2 separate regions of the Macaca mulatta genome follow, and region 2 is linked to region 1. A link is a contact called in public Hi-C data. All regions are on one chromosome and are shown on one strand. Each heading gives the region's core, a stretch centred on a gene start, on an enhancer-like site or on the middle of the called end of the contact. The rest is flanking DNA. Distances are from core to core; before and after follow the strand shown.

What was found. A called contact is a pair of places that touch in the nucleus more often than the background predicts.
Region 2: a Hi-C map of fetal cortex germinal zone shows a contact between it and region 1, with 2.2 times the contacts expected there. The contact joins two enhancer-like sites. A contact is called at or near these places in 2 of 14 Hi-C or Micro-C datasets (fetal cortex germinal zone and fetal cortical plate).

Annotation. Positions count from the first base shown.
Region 1 is chr13:119,350,842-119,357,092 of T2T-MMU8v2.0, forward strand. No RefSeq gene overlaps it. Among named protein-coding and RNA genes, the nearest start is that of SOX11, 220 kb to the left of the region's middle. Within about 2 kb of position 3,095, at least 6 of the 40 cell types and tissues checked have an H3K27ac peak or open chromatin away from gene starts, as enhancers often do. A contact at or near this core is called in fetal cortex germinal zone, where this site is marked.
Region 2 is chr13:119,428,772-119,435,111 of T2T-MMU8v2.0, forward strand. No RefSeq gene overlaps it. Among named protein-coding and RNA genes, the nearest start is that of SOX11, 300 kb to the left of the region's middle. Within about 2 kb of position 4,625, at least 9 of the 40 cell types and tissues checked have an H3K27ac peak or open chromatin away from gene starts, as enhancers often do. A contact at or near this core is called in fetal cortex germinal zone, where this site is marked.

The sequences.
Region 1 (6,251 bases), core at 1,845-4,344:
TGTTTCCTGCTGTGTCTCAAGCCAGGTCCCACAGCCACTGTCAAGTACCTACTGGGCAGCCAGCAGGGGCCTGAGCTGTGTACATTGCTTCCAGCCTGAGGCAGTGGATTCTGTCGATACTTGTACAGTCTGCATTTTCTGGATTGTTAAAATTCATTTTTAGTTTTAGGATATCTATATCTAATATTTATATTCATCTATATAAATCTCTTTCTCTCATCTACCTATTTATCTGTGATCTATCTTACATCTACCTACCTAGTGTCTATGCATCTAGCTAATGTATCTATCCAGCCATCTCTCTCTGTATGTGTCATTATCACCCACCAGGTTCTTGCCAACAGGACCGCTCTTGTAACCTGAGGGAGTAGAACAGAGGGACCTGCCCTGGCCTTCCATTTTGCAAGGGGATTGGATGCTAAGGGGCCAGAAGGACTTTGTTAAAACCTCATTCTCAAGAGACAGTTTCCTGACATAGCTCCCAGGGCAGTGACCTGGCAGCGCATCTTTGTAAACCTTTCCCCAGATGCTACTATCTTAAGCGAGGTACAGTTTGCTGGCTGTAGTGGCCATAAGCAATATCTGCAAGGCTGAGGAACCAGAAGCCAAGTGAGTCTCAGAGAGAAAGAGTGTGAAGGAGAGGGTAGTAGGTAATGTGTGAGCATCCAAATCCTACCATAATGTGCCCCCAGAGAGAGAGAGGATATCAGACTGCTGTCCTGAAAGAAAAAAAAGAAGTTTTTCTTAATAAGAAAATGCTTTTGGAAATGTCTAGATATGTTAATTCAAAACATATAGTTTTCCATCTGACCAAACCAGAGTCTTTTGACGACCTCACTTGTGTTTTCCACTGGCTGCGGTCTTCAGTGTGTCACCTGCAGGACCATGCACGCTGCTCCAATGCCTCTCTGATGCCCTCCAGTTTCCAGTGTCGCGCTCACATCTCCACTGTGTTTTCATGTTCTTGTCTGTCTCCAAAACGTAATTCTAACCCTGCCAATTGAGGTCTGGACTCCTGCAAGGATTACATCATAGCTGAAGAGTGGGTCCCTTTTGTTTCGCTGTTACTTCAGCAGCTTTCCCCTAGATGTGTTTACTAAAGACAGAGCATTTGGCTGGCTTAGAAAAGTGGGATCCTCCACAGAGACCTCAATGACAGGTCCTGATTAGCTTTGCAGTAGAGATGGCAGGACGACACCCTGAGACCAGAGACCAAAGAAGCCAGACCTGGCAGCCAGCAGAGAAGCAGCCCTCGAAGGGATATCTGACCCGCAGCCCATGCACTTGTTGACCCTCAAAGGCTGGTGCCTAGAGGACACTCGATGTGGTACCAAAGCTGAGCTGCATGACATTGGAGCCGCCTTGCTTTTCTCTTGCTGCACCTGAAGGTGGAGGCATCCTCATAGTGACACCATTGGCCCGTACAAGTAGATACTATGAACAAAGGTAAACAGTTGGCAAATGTCCCACAGCCTGCTTGTCCTGGGGTGTTTGCCTGAGCTGTGTGAGAAGTTGCAACCGCCTGGCTTGAAAAACCTCAGGAAATCCCCAAATCCCTTTGTGACATGGAGACTGTGTGTTTTCTTCCTCCACATTTGTTTTTCTCTTCACCAAAGAGCACCCCAGTTAATTAAACCCCAATTAGGCCACAATGAAGATCTAGATCTTGTTCATTCTTGATTCATGAACAAATTAACTGGGGCTGATGGATCCTGATTTCAAATTGCATGAAAGAAGAAAGCGGTTTCATGCAGCATCACAGCATTACACGTGGGGGAATTAAATAGATGCTTTAAAATGACTTGGCATCAGATGATCTAGTTTTTTTTTTTTTTTTTTCTGTGTCCAGCAATTTTATCTTGATTGAAATTGATAATTCTACCTGCAAACAACAGATTGAAGGTAGATGGAGGAGATCCTCAATTTGTGAAGGTTTAGCGTCCTGGAACAACTGGGTGGGGAGGACCTGCTAAAGGACTTAGTCCAGTCCCCTCCTTTATAGAGGAGGAACCAGATTTGCCTAATGCAATTCATGTACTTAGATGCCCAAGAGGACTAGACACACTAGGCTCTCTTCTTTTCCTGGGTGATTACAGAAGGAGTTGTGTGGTTTTGTCATTTTCTACACAAAATGTCTTTGAACAAGTATTTAGAAACCTTTGTTCTGCCAAATATACATACATACATACATACGCAATTATATTTAAAATATATATTTATTTAAATATATTATGTATATTATATACAATATATTTAAATTGTATTAAAGTATAATAAAATTATAATTATTAGACATAGAAAAAATAAATAGGTGGTTTTATGTTTAGTTTTTTACTCTACCGTATATACAGATATATATACAATCCATGTATATTTGTATGCATATTTTTTGCATTTTATGACCACTTAATCTATCCTACTCTGAGGAATTTTGATGCAGAGATATCAGGAGAAAATGCATCAGAAGCAGTGTATTTTGACGAACAGTTTTTAAAAAGTCTCTGTGCATTTCAGAATCTAATATGTATTTTCATCAAGCAACTTCCTAATGTTCGTGTTTATATACACTTTAATTTACGTGGAATGTGGAAAACACAGTAGTTACAACAAGGAGTAGCCACCAGTGCTTCCATTTTCACAGAGAAAATGACATTCTAAAAGCATAAAATTTACTGATTTTTCAAATCCTAATCCATGATTAGATGGGAGCCTGTCTCCTAGGAAATATGCAAATGGAAAGGAAACAAGAAAAAAAAAAAAGCATGCTGCAAAATCAAGCCTAAAAATTTCAGAAACGATCTAGTTTTACTTAAAATAAAAAAAGATAGAGGGAATCCGACTCCCTAATAAGCAGGAGAGCATTTCCCCTCTTATTTACTTGTTTATTAGCCTGTTTTGGTAAGGAAAGCTGCGCCAACTGTGCCCCAGGCTCAGGTAATCTGGATTTGATCAACATCTCCAGACAATTGTGGCTGCAACTTTACACCTCCCCCAATGCCAGGATATAAAATTTGGCCCACCCCAACAACACACCACTAATTAAGCCAAGCCTGGTGCATGTGTTGAGAGAACAATGATGACAACCAGCCCACAGGGGAGGGAGTTTCAAATCACAGTCAACAACAGTCCCGCAACTCAGCCCTTAAAGGGAAAGGAGCCCACAAGCTTCTCCAAATGACACCCGTAACAGGCAGGTCTCTTTGGTTTATAATTACTGTACTTAGCTGGGTTTTCCCTTTCTGTGGCTGACTGCTGGATTCAACCACTCTTATCTGCATAATTTGGGGGTGGCGGTCTCATGCAATATGCAAGGACAAGGCTCCCCATTTCCTCTTTGGCTGCAGTGGAGGAGCCCCTCCTTCATTTCCTACCCAGAGGAACAATGGTTCTGGGCGTGGCTGAACACACTTGGGTGAAAGACACTGCTGGCTGGAGCCAGGCCCCTCGGATTTGTTTTTGGCTATTTCGGCCTCCAAGTTATTCCAGCAGGAAGCTAGCTTTGTAGAGAATACCCTGCCTAGTGGTGGCTCTTTCTGACTGCTTGTCCAAACATTATTGGGTAAAACCTAACACCAGGACTTAAGAAATGTACTAAAAAGTCCCAGGGAAATGCATTTGCCAAGCAAGGAAGCATGCAGGGAGGAACGCGGTGAATTCTCAGAGGATGTGCAAGTCTCAGTTCATGAAGTTGAACCCTTTATTTATGTTTCTCACAGAGGACCAAGGTGCATCCAGTTCTTCCTCTAGGATTCCTTTTGGGAGCAACCAAGACAACTCTCGAGTTCTACCTATAAAAGAGTGTCCAATCACTGGCTCTATAAAGAATCAAGCTTTGGGAAAACAAAACCTTCCATTTTTAGTAGAAGGATATAATGTATAATTTTGTCGATTTCTCAAAAATAGAACAAATCATGAAACTGTTATGCCCAGACCGTTTATTCCCCGAAGAAGACCACCAGAGTCCAGAGTCAAAGCTAAGCAGCAAGGATCTTTATTACAAGTTCGAACCTGGAACTCTCCCTCGCTCGTGAAACGAGACGGGCAGGAGAGCTCCCCCACTCAGCTCCGAACAATGTTATATAGTCTAAGAAAAGTGGGCATAGAGTTATTATACAAATCAGATATATGATTGGCTAGTGTTTGAACAAGGCGATTTGGCTAACTATGATTGGTTCCTGCCATTTCTGATATTTTTGGTTCAAACTTTGAGGTGGGAGAGCAGGTTTATGGCAGCAAGAGTTTATCTTACTTAAACACGTCTTGTGACCTTGCCTCAGAACTTACAAAATCTCTGGTATGTGCAAAACAAAATCTCTGGTACGTGCAGAAAACCAGGTACTCACAGAACTTACGAAATCTCTGGTATGTGCAAAGATTAGAGAGCAGAACAAGGGTGTAGCGGGTGGGGGGCGGGTACACATCTATCTTTGTGTCCTTTCATTTCCCCCTTCTCATAAGTAACTGGATGTCCAATCTTGGATTTCCAGAGTCTTATAATATAGCCTCACTTTCTGGGTGCAGGAGAGGCTGGTGATGGCTACGGAGGACCATTAGTTGGATGGTATCAAACCTTTCTCTGACAAATTGTAAAATTTTATTTACCACACAGGGGCCTATAGTGAATAGAAGTAGTAAAGACATTAGGGGGCCTAAAAGGGGTGCCAGAAGGGAAAACATTGAAGAGCTCCACCAATTGTTAGCGGCTGTAGTGAATTGTTGCTTTTTCATTTCTAAGCTTAGTTCGTGTAGGCGTTGGACTCTTTCCTCAACTAACCCTGACTCATTTATATAGAAACAGCATTCTTCTTTGAGGAACATACAGGTACCTCCTTTCTCAGCCGTGAGTAAGTCTAAGGCTCTGCGGTTTTGAAGGGTGACCTGTGCTAGGGAGGTGAGCTGCCGCTGAAGGGAGGCTAGGGAATAGGCGGAGTCTTCCATAGCAACAGAGAATTGTTGTAACAGCTTGTCGTTTTCTATCATGGAGTGTTGTAGGGCCCCTCCTGCTAACCCCGCTGCGACGACAGAGGTGGTTAAGGATATTCCGGCAATTAGTGGTAGAAAAACTGCTCGTCTATGTCACGCAGTTTTAGTTGGGGCGGTCCCTGCCCAGCCTATGAACTCTGCCAGGGTTAGCAGTGTCAGTCGGGGAACTAGGGTAACAGGGATACACAACTGTCCGTCAGAGATGCTTTTGGACAGAGTTTTTAACAGAGTCATATTACACCAGAAGAACACACCAGGGGGAGCATATATGGGACTATTAGGGTATGTAGCCGATTGGTTACAGAGGCTGTTGCTAAATGCTGAATAACAATAGGGGTATTTCTCTTGGTATGGGTCACGGTACAGGGCCACATCGGGTATCGTGACTATCGATGAGTTAAAACCTGTATAGTTTGTGGGAGGGGAGGATAGAGGAACAGCCGTTAATGGTGGTCTTCCTAGGGTTGCACACATAAAGCAAGAGGACAGGTCGCCTAAACCAGTGAGGTTGGCGAATGCTAGCCCTTCCCATAATAGAGTTAGCCAGGAGAAGGGCTGCAAGTCTTGTGATAGCTTGGTTTCTTGCCTGTGGATTTGTGTGTGGATTAAGGGTTGAATCTGGACTAGACTTCTCCACAGATATAAATGGCTACTGGGCCAGGTACTAGTTGATGAGTAATATACTCCCCCATGTTGTGGGGTTGTCCACCGAGAGTCCCATGGGTCTCTAATTATCCAAGTCTAAGTGACGGGAGACTCAGTTTTGTAAAAATACCACCCTTGTCGTTCTCTCCAGTATCGGACAGAGTGTGTCTTACAGTAGTTATATGGGCAACCTGCACTCTGGTGCCACCAATAATTTTTACAATTATATTCAGTTTGATCATATTCAAAACAGATCATGGGTATTGCTGGTTGGGCAATCTGGAACCTAGTGAAATTGAGGTAAACTATAGTATTACACCCTGAGGGGGGGCAGTCTGCGCTAGCTAGCAGTTTACCCGCTTGGGGGGTTTCCCCGGGGTGAGTTTTGTTCTCATAGAGCCAGAACCTCCAGACATAGGGATTAGACGGCGCAGCAGTGAGGAGAGTCAGATGCATAAGGCATAAAAGCATAGGTAAGCTAGACATGGTTACGGCTATGGGGATGACGGCGCAGGGTTAGCTTTAAGTGATTGTTCTTAGCTTTGTCTATAGTCCATGTAACCGGTGCTCCAGACGGCTCGAGAAGGTCGGATGTTGGGTCCACTGGTTTGACGTGTGTGTAG
Region 2 (6,340 bases), core at 3,375-5,874, 79 kb after region 1:
GAGCTCCAGGTTATCCAGGCTTTGAAATCTCAGGCTTGCACTAGAGGCCTGCAGCATTCTCATGCCTCAGCCTCTGCTGAGTTACACCATCATTTTCTGTTTCTGAGACCTTTCTACCAGCATCCTGGGGTCTCCACCTTGCAGAACACCTGACATGGGGCTTGTCAGCCTCCATAATTGCATGAGCAAATTCCCTTAATCCCCTCTCATCTCTGTCTCTCTACATATATATCCCATTGCTTCTGTCTCTTTGGAGAGCTCTGATTAATACTAATGGTAAGTTGTTCATCGCTAGAAAGATTTGTTTACTGATCAGAGAATCAATTTTGGAGGGTTTTAAAGAGTAGGTTGAAGCATTATATGGGAGATAGGTACAGATGACCCTTTAGGGTCCCTTCTAGACTACGAGTTCTGTAAGTCAAGTGCTCTCCAAAACACTTAATGCCTTTTAACAATGAAGGTTAAACTATGTTCGGTGTGGCTTAAAATGTTAATTTTATTGTATGTTAACTGTTTGAAAGTCTGAAATAGGCACTTCACTCAATTGCTCATTTCCTTTTGGTCACAAGTTTACTATGCTTTCATAGATCTAATTGGCTCTTATTGGATATATACTGATTAGCAATTTCAATACATTTCCATGATGTGGTCTAGTAGGAGGTTCACCTATATTTGGAGTTATATAAGTGAGTTTTAAAAATTGACTTGAAAATCATATTTTTGCTTGGTGCTCATCTTCACGAGCGTCCATTACAATGTTCTAAGATGATGGATAAGTGTATTTTATGAGCTACCTGGGGAAATATTAGCTTAGGGTTTATCACAGCAGCTCCTCTGTGGAGGGTGGCATGGCATGATTGCCCCATGCATTGTCCTAATGCATCAAGATTGATGACCATGCTGCAGAGATTGCACAGCAAAATAAAGGAGGCTGGCTCTGGCTGTGGTGGCTCACACCTATAATCCCAGCATTTTGGGAGGCCAAGGTGGGAGGAAGGCGTAAGCCCAGGTGTTCAAGGCCAGCATGGGGCAACATGGTGAGACCCCATGTCTACAAAAAATACAAAAAAAGTAGCTGGGCATGGTGGCACACAACTGTGGTCTCAGCTACTCAGGAGGCTGGGAATCCTCCCGAGAGGAGGGAGAATCACTTGAGAATCACTGTGATCGCATCACTGCACTCCAGCCTGGGCAACAGAGCAAAATGCTGTCTTAAAAATAATAATAGAAAAGCGTAACAAAGACCCAGGGAAAGAGTTGGGCATGGTGGCTCACCCCTATAATCTCTTGTGATTACTCGACTTGTGAGGCTGAGGAAGGAGGATTGCTTGCAGGCAGGAATTTCAGACTCTGCCTCTAAAAAAATATTTTGACTCAAAAAGCTTCCGGGAAAACTGTCCATTTCTATGGACAGTCATGCAAAGGTAAGACCTAGGACAATAAGGTATGGTCCAGTGGTAACCACCTGGAGCGAACTTGGCAAATCCTGGTTGTTCAGATTCTTCTTGGCCTCTCTGGGACAGTTCCTCTGCAGGTATAGAGGGTACAGGGCAGGACACCTGTCACATGAGCTTCTTCAGGGGAGGAGTGAGGGAGAAGATCAGAGAGTGACCTTCCTGCTTCTGAGGTTTTCTCAATGTCATTCAGCTTAAAATACTCAAAATGATGAAGTGCCATATTGTGGGGTACAGTGTTATGATCCCCAGCATAGCCAATGCAGATAAAGGCATCAGAATATGAAGTGCTTAAGAAACAAAAATTATCATGCAGAGGGAAAATAATGAGGAAAATAAAGGGCCGACTCAAGTGTAAATAAAGCTGATTGCAGAAACAATAATTCCTTTGTTTACTCTTTTCAGCTGATATATATCTTTTACATAACCAACACTGAGATAATTAGAATCCCTTCCCATTTCAACACATAAGTTCTATCTCACTGTTGCACAATTTATTTGGAGGTATGATACATCATTTTTCATAGATATTTATCAGGTGCTTATTTCATAATTATTTCAATCTTAAAATAATTGACTAATAGCAAATCATAGCTTGTTAAAAATGAAAATTATTTACAGTATATTTTCAAATGGCAAGTGTAGGTTTCATGTAAAAATTAATGAAAATTTCGAGACACAGTGGACATGAGTCTACAATTTTACATATAACTCATATTGCAATATCTTCATTATTTTAGATTTGATAAAGGGAAAATATTACAGATTGTCCTTCATTGTTTTCAAGAATACTGGAAAACATTGCAATATTGGTTACTCTGAAACTCATGGTATTGATCTATATGCTTTTGGCTTAATTGCATTTTTTTGGTTCTTATGTGTTACATAGCATAAAGAATGGTTAAAAATATCCAACAGTATGTTTTGATTTGGTACATAACAGTAGTGATCAGTACAAATATGTATACTTCAGTCTACTAAAGCCAAACTCCTCAAATAATAAAATTTTAAATTACCTTTAAGGTTCCCCAAACGGAATCATACTCATCCCCTAAACAGCTTGTAGCAGTTTCATTTCAGTCTAGGTATATATACCAGCTCAGCATTTGTGCCTGGTCATGGCTGTACTTCACTAAACTCAAATCAGGAATGTTATTCTGTCTGGAGAGCCACTGCACTTCCACAACAGGGGTTCATTTGAGCACATGCTGGTGTTCTCCACAAAGTCACTTGTATTTAAATCAGACACAAACCCCTTTCTTTGGTTCCTCTACCCCTCCCCCTCTGCCACCCGCCCGGGTATATTTTCCTTAGCATGTGTAATGTTAATTGGAGTTACATGTGTGCACTTGGAACTGAATATACTTCCAGATGTGACTTTTGTAAGCAAGTTCTTTCAGACTGAGCCCTTTCATATTTCAAATAAAATTGTACCACACAAGATATCTTCAATTTTTAAAAAAATCTAAAGGACACAGCCATTAGTATGATTAAACACAACATTAAAAAATATTAAATTACATCTATATTCTGAATTAGGTCACCTGATTTTGATTCTTGATTTTCTCTTCTGTTCCACTTTAAAAACTGCACAGATCCTGGGGGTGTGATCTTAACTGAAAGACTAAATCTGTGTTATTCACTGTAAAAAATCATCTAATCCTATTTGGCTTTGTAGAAAACTGAGGACAGTATTAAACACTATAAGGTAAAAATATATACAAAGTGATGTCAGCTGCCTAAAATTAAATTTATTTGTACCTTTATCCGCTGTTTTCGTTGTTTTGTAATGACGGTAGATGTGATACAAGACAAATAACCGCTTTTGTGTATATCCTGCGTCGTAGCTGGAGAGGAAAGCAGGGTTGAGACAGGATGAGAGGGCTAAGTGTGAAAAGAATGAAGAAGCAATTAAATCTCACTTCCTACAAGGTCTATGCAAAAGCACAAAATTATTTGCATGGTCATGTGGCCAAGTCTGCCTTTATTTGGCAGGAATTCTCTTATCTTTTAAGTCAATGAGTCTTAATTTTCTCCAACAGAATTAAATAAAAGCTGAATCTCAGTAACAAAGGCAGGCTTGTCTCTTGAAAACATATGTACTCCTGTGTCCTATAGCTAAAGGAAATACAGCTAAATGTTTTCACGATTGGTGAAAAATTATAATAAATAATATTCCAGAGTAAAGCATTTTATACTTAAAATCCAGAGAAACGTTGGTTTTACTCAATCAAAGGAAATGGGGGAAAATCCACCATGAGCCATGATATGCTCCTCCAATAACACTCGGAGCTGAATTCTAAGCCATTTGCCAAGAGCTCATTTATAACTCTCTCCCTGGTTCTACTTCATTGGCAAAGGCAGACACCAAAACAAGTAATTACCATAATTATTTTGGTCCAAAATTAAATCCTTTTGGAGGGTACACATTTGTTTTTGTATTGGATTTTTAATAGTCATATACATCGGAATACAATTTCTATTACACCTATTTATGAATACCAAAATATTTGTCCCCAGCCATAGCTGGATGGGCTGATAATTTAAAATATTCTTATCTACTTTCGACTCTTCATTCTTGCATGTTTTCATCACCACCTTAGTTTCCATCTCTCTCTACTTTGGGAGGTACAGCAAATAACATGCATAATTTAATTTTGAGCTTTTAAAAGCAAAGAAGTAGATTTAGTTTCTCCCCAGAGCATTTTATTAAGGAAATATTCTTACAGCTAAGAAAAATCCAATCTGAAATACAAAAATGAAACAAGAACGCACAAAGATATTTTATGGGCTTGTTTTATTATATGGGCTTGTTTTGATCAATCAATCAAACAGACCAAAAATTCTTTAGGTCCATATTTCAATGCAAATATCGATGGGGAAGGTTAAATCCAAGTCTCCAATGTTTAATGAGGTGTCTATTTCATTCTTATTAACTGAAATACTTTAAAAACTAAAGTGGTTAAACTTAATAATTTTATTAGACTGTAATAGTTATTTTATTAACATTTTTCTCCAAGGATTTTTCTGTCTGATTATGAGTACTTTGCAATTTCAGACAGTATGATGGATGCTACTTTTCTATGACAAGAATTTTAACAGCCTTCCTCAGCACTCAATGCACACCCAATTATGCGTCTGAGCTAGTAACCTTGAATTTATGTTGCCATGGTGACAAACTGGTCATGCATTATGGATTATCATTGAAATTCTACACTCCTACCTAGCATAATGAGGGTTGGGGACTTAATCAAATCAGCCATTCTGTGTGACACAAAGTGAAGAACTAGCTCTTATTGTTCGGTGCCGAGAAAGGAAGCAGGCCTGCCGGGGAGGCAGCTGCAGTGCTCCAGCCTGATAGATGGCCCTTATATACATTTGTGAATGTATAGACAGATGGTGCTCAATGCCTGGAATTTCCAGCTTAGGCAGCAGCTGTTCGGATAACCTCTGCCGTCTCACCTTGTTGTCATGGAACATTGAACAGAGACTGAGAATGTGCGTGGATACATTGACAACTGACTGCCTTTACACTGCATGGCATCCTCCTTTTATCTTAAGACGCTGGGCTGGAAGGAAGGCAGAGTGAGGGTAGACGAGATGGGTGGGGGAGGGCAGACAGGAGTGCAAGCTTTGGAATGCCCAGAGCCTGGCTTTGGAATATCTCCCATTGCCATTTTACATGAAGAAAGACAGACAATGTTAGGATGGTAATCTTTGCATTGGAGAAATCTTGTTTGCTGCTTTTTCGAAGGCCAGAAATCATAGGCAGAGCCTATCCTTGGATATAGTTGAAGCTTCCTCTTCCCCCATAGGTAATAGGTATCTTTGTTATCTCTTCACCTGTTACAGAGACAAAATAGCAACAACTTAAGGTCAAAAGGAACAGGTTGGATGTCAGGTCAGCATCTCAACAGAGATGAGAGCTCTGACTTCATGTGGTTACCCTCTTTCCTGAATATGCTGAGGATAAACCAGTGGAGAAATAGTCATGGGTACTTCCCGATTGGAAATAATTTTCACACAGATAGACTTTTTAAACAATCTTCCGGTCTGTCAGAAATTATTGAATTAATGCAATGCTTTAGAAAGGCAGCTGCTTGTGAACAGAACATCAAGCTCCTCACGGAGCGCTCAGGTTCCACAAGAATGTTTGTTAACCAGAGAATGAAGATGTATAATTAAGCTTTCGGTACACCTGCCCCCTTCCTCTCTCCCCACCGCATCCCAGGGTCGTTGATAACGTTGTGGTCATTAATTACTCCATAAACCCCATGCTTTCCAGGACCTTCAAAATGCCACCGGTGGCATTCTACCTGCCGATTGCTTTCATGTGAAATTTTCTGTTTGCTTAATTTTGTTATTTTTTAAAATTATTGTTTTCTTTCCTTCCCAACGTCAAAATTTAAAACTGCCTTGGTCACGTGATTTGGGAGACTTATTTGTGTGTGCATGGAGGAAGGCCTTTCTTAAATATTTCATGAGGCTTCGTGCCTCTGGCCCGATCTGCCAGACCTCTCTGACTGCAGAATAAGCGAAAATGTTGTATCAACGGAAGATGCTTTGACCCAATAGATTATAACTGCTCTGAAAAAGCCATCACACTCTCTTAGGTAAATGCCTCACAACCTATGGAGGTATTCTGGTAAGGTCTGGGAAACAGAAAAAGCTCTGTAGTCCATGCTATCCATACCTGTGGCCAGTAAGAAGGTGGCTTTGTATATGTCTTGAAATCAGGTCAATATTACACATTTAAAAGCTCTTGGGATGTATTCTTGACACCTAGGGAATTGTATGCATTGAAAATTTTAAGAATGGAAAAGTTTTTGTTATTTCTGAGTGCTATTCTGAGCTATCTATCTATACATGGACATAAATACAATCTA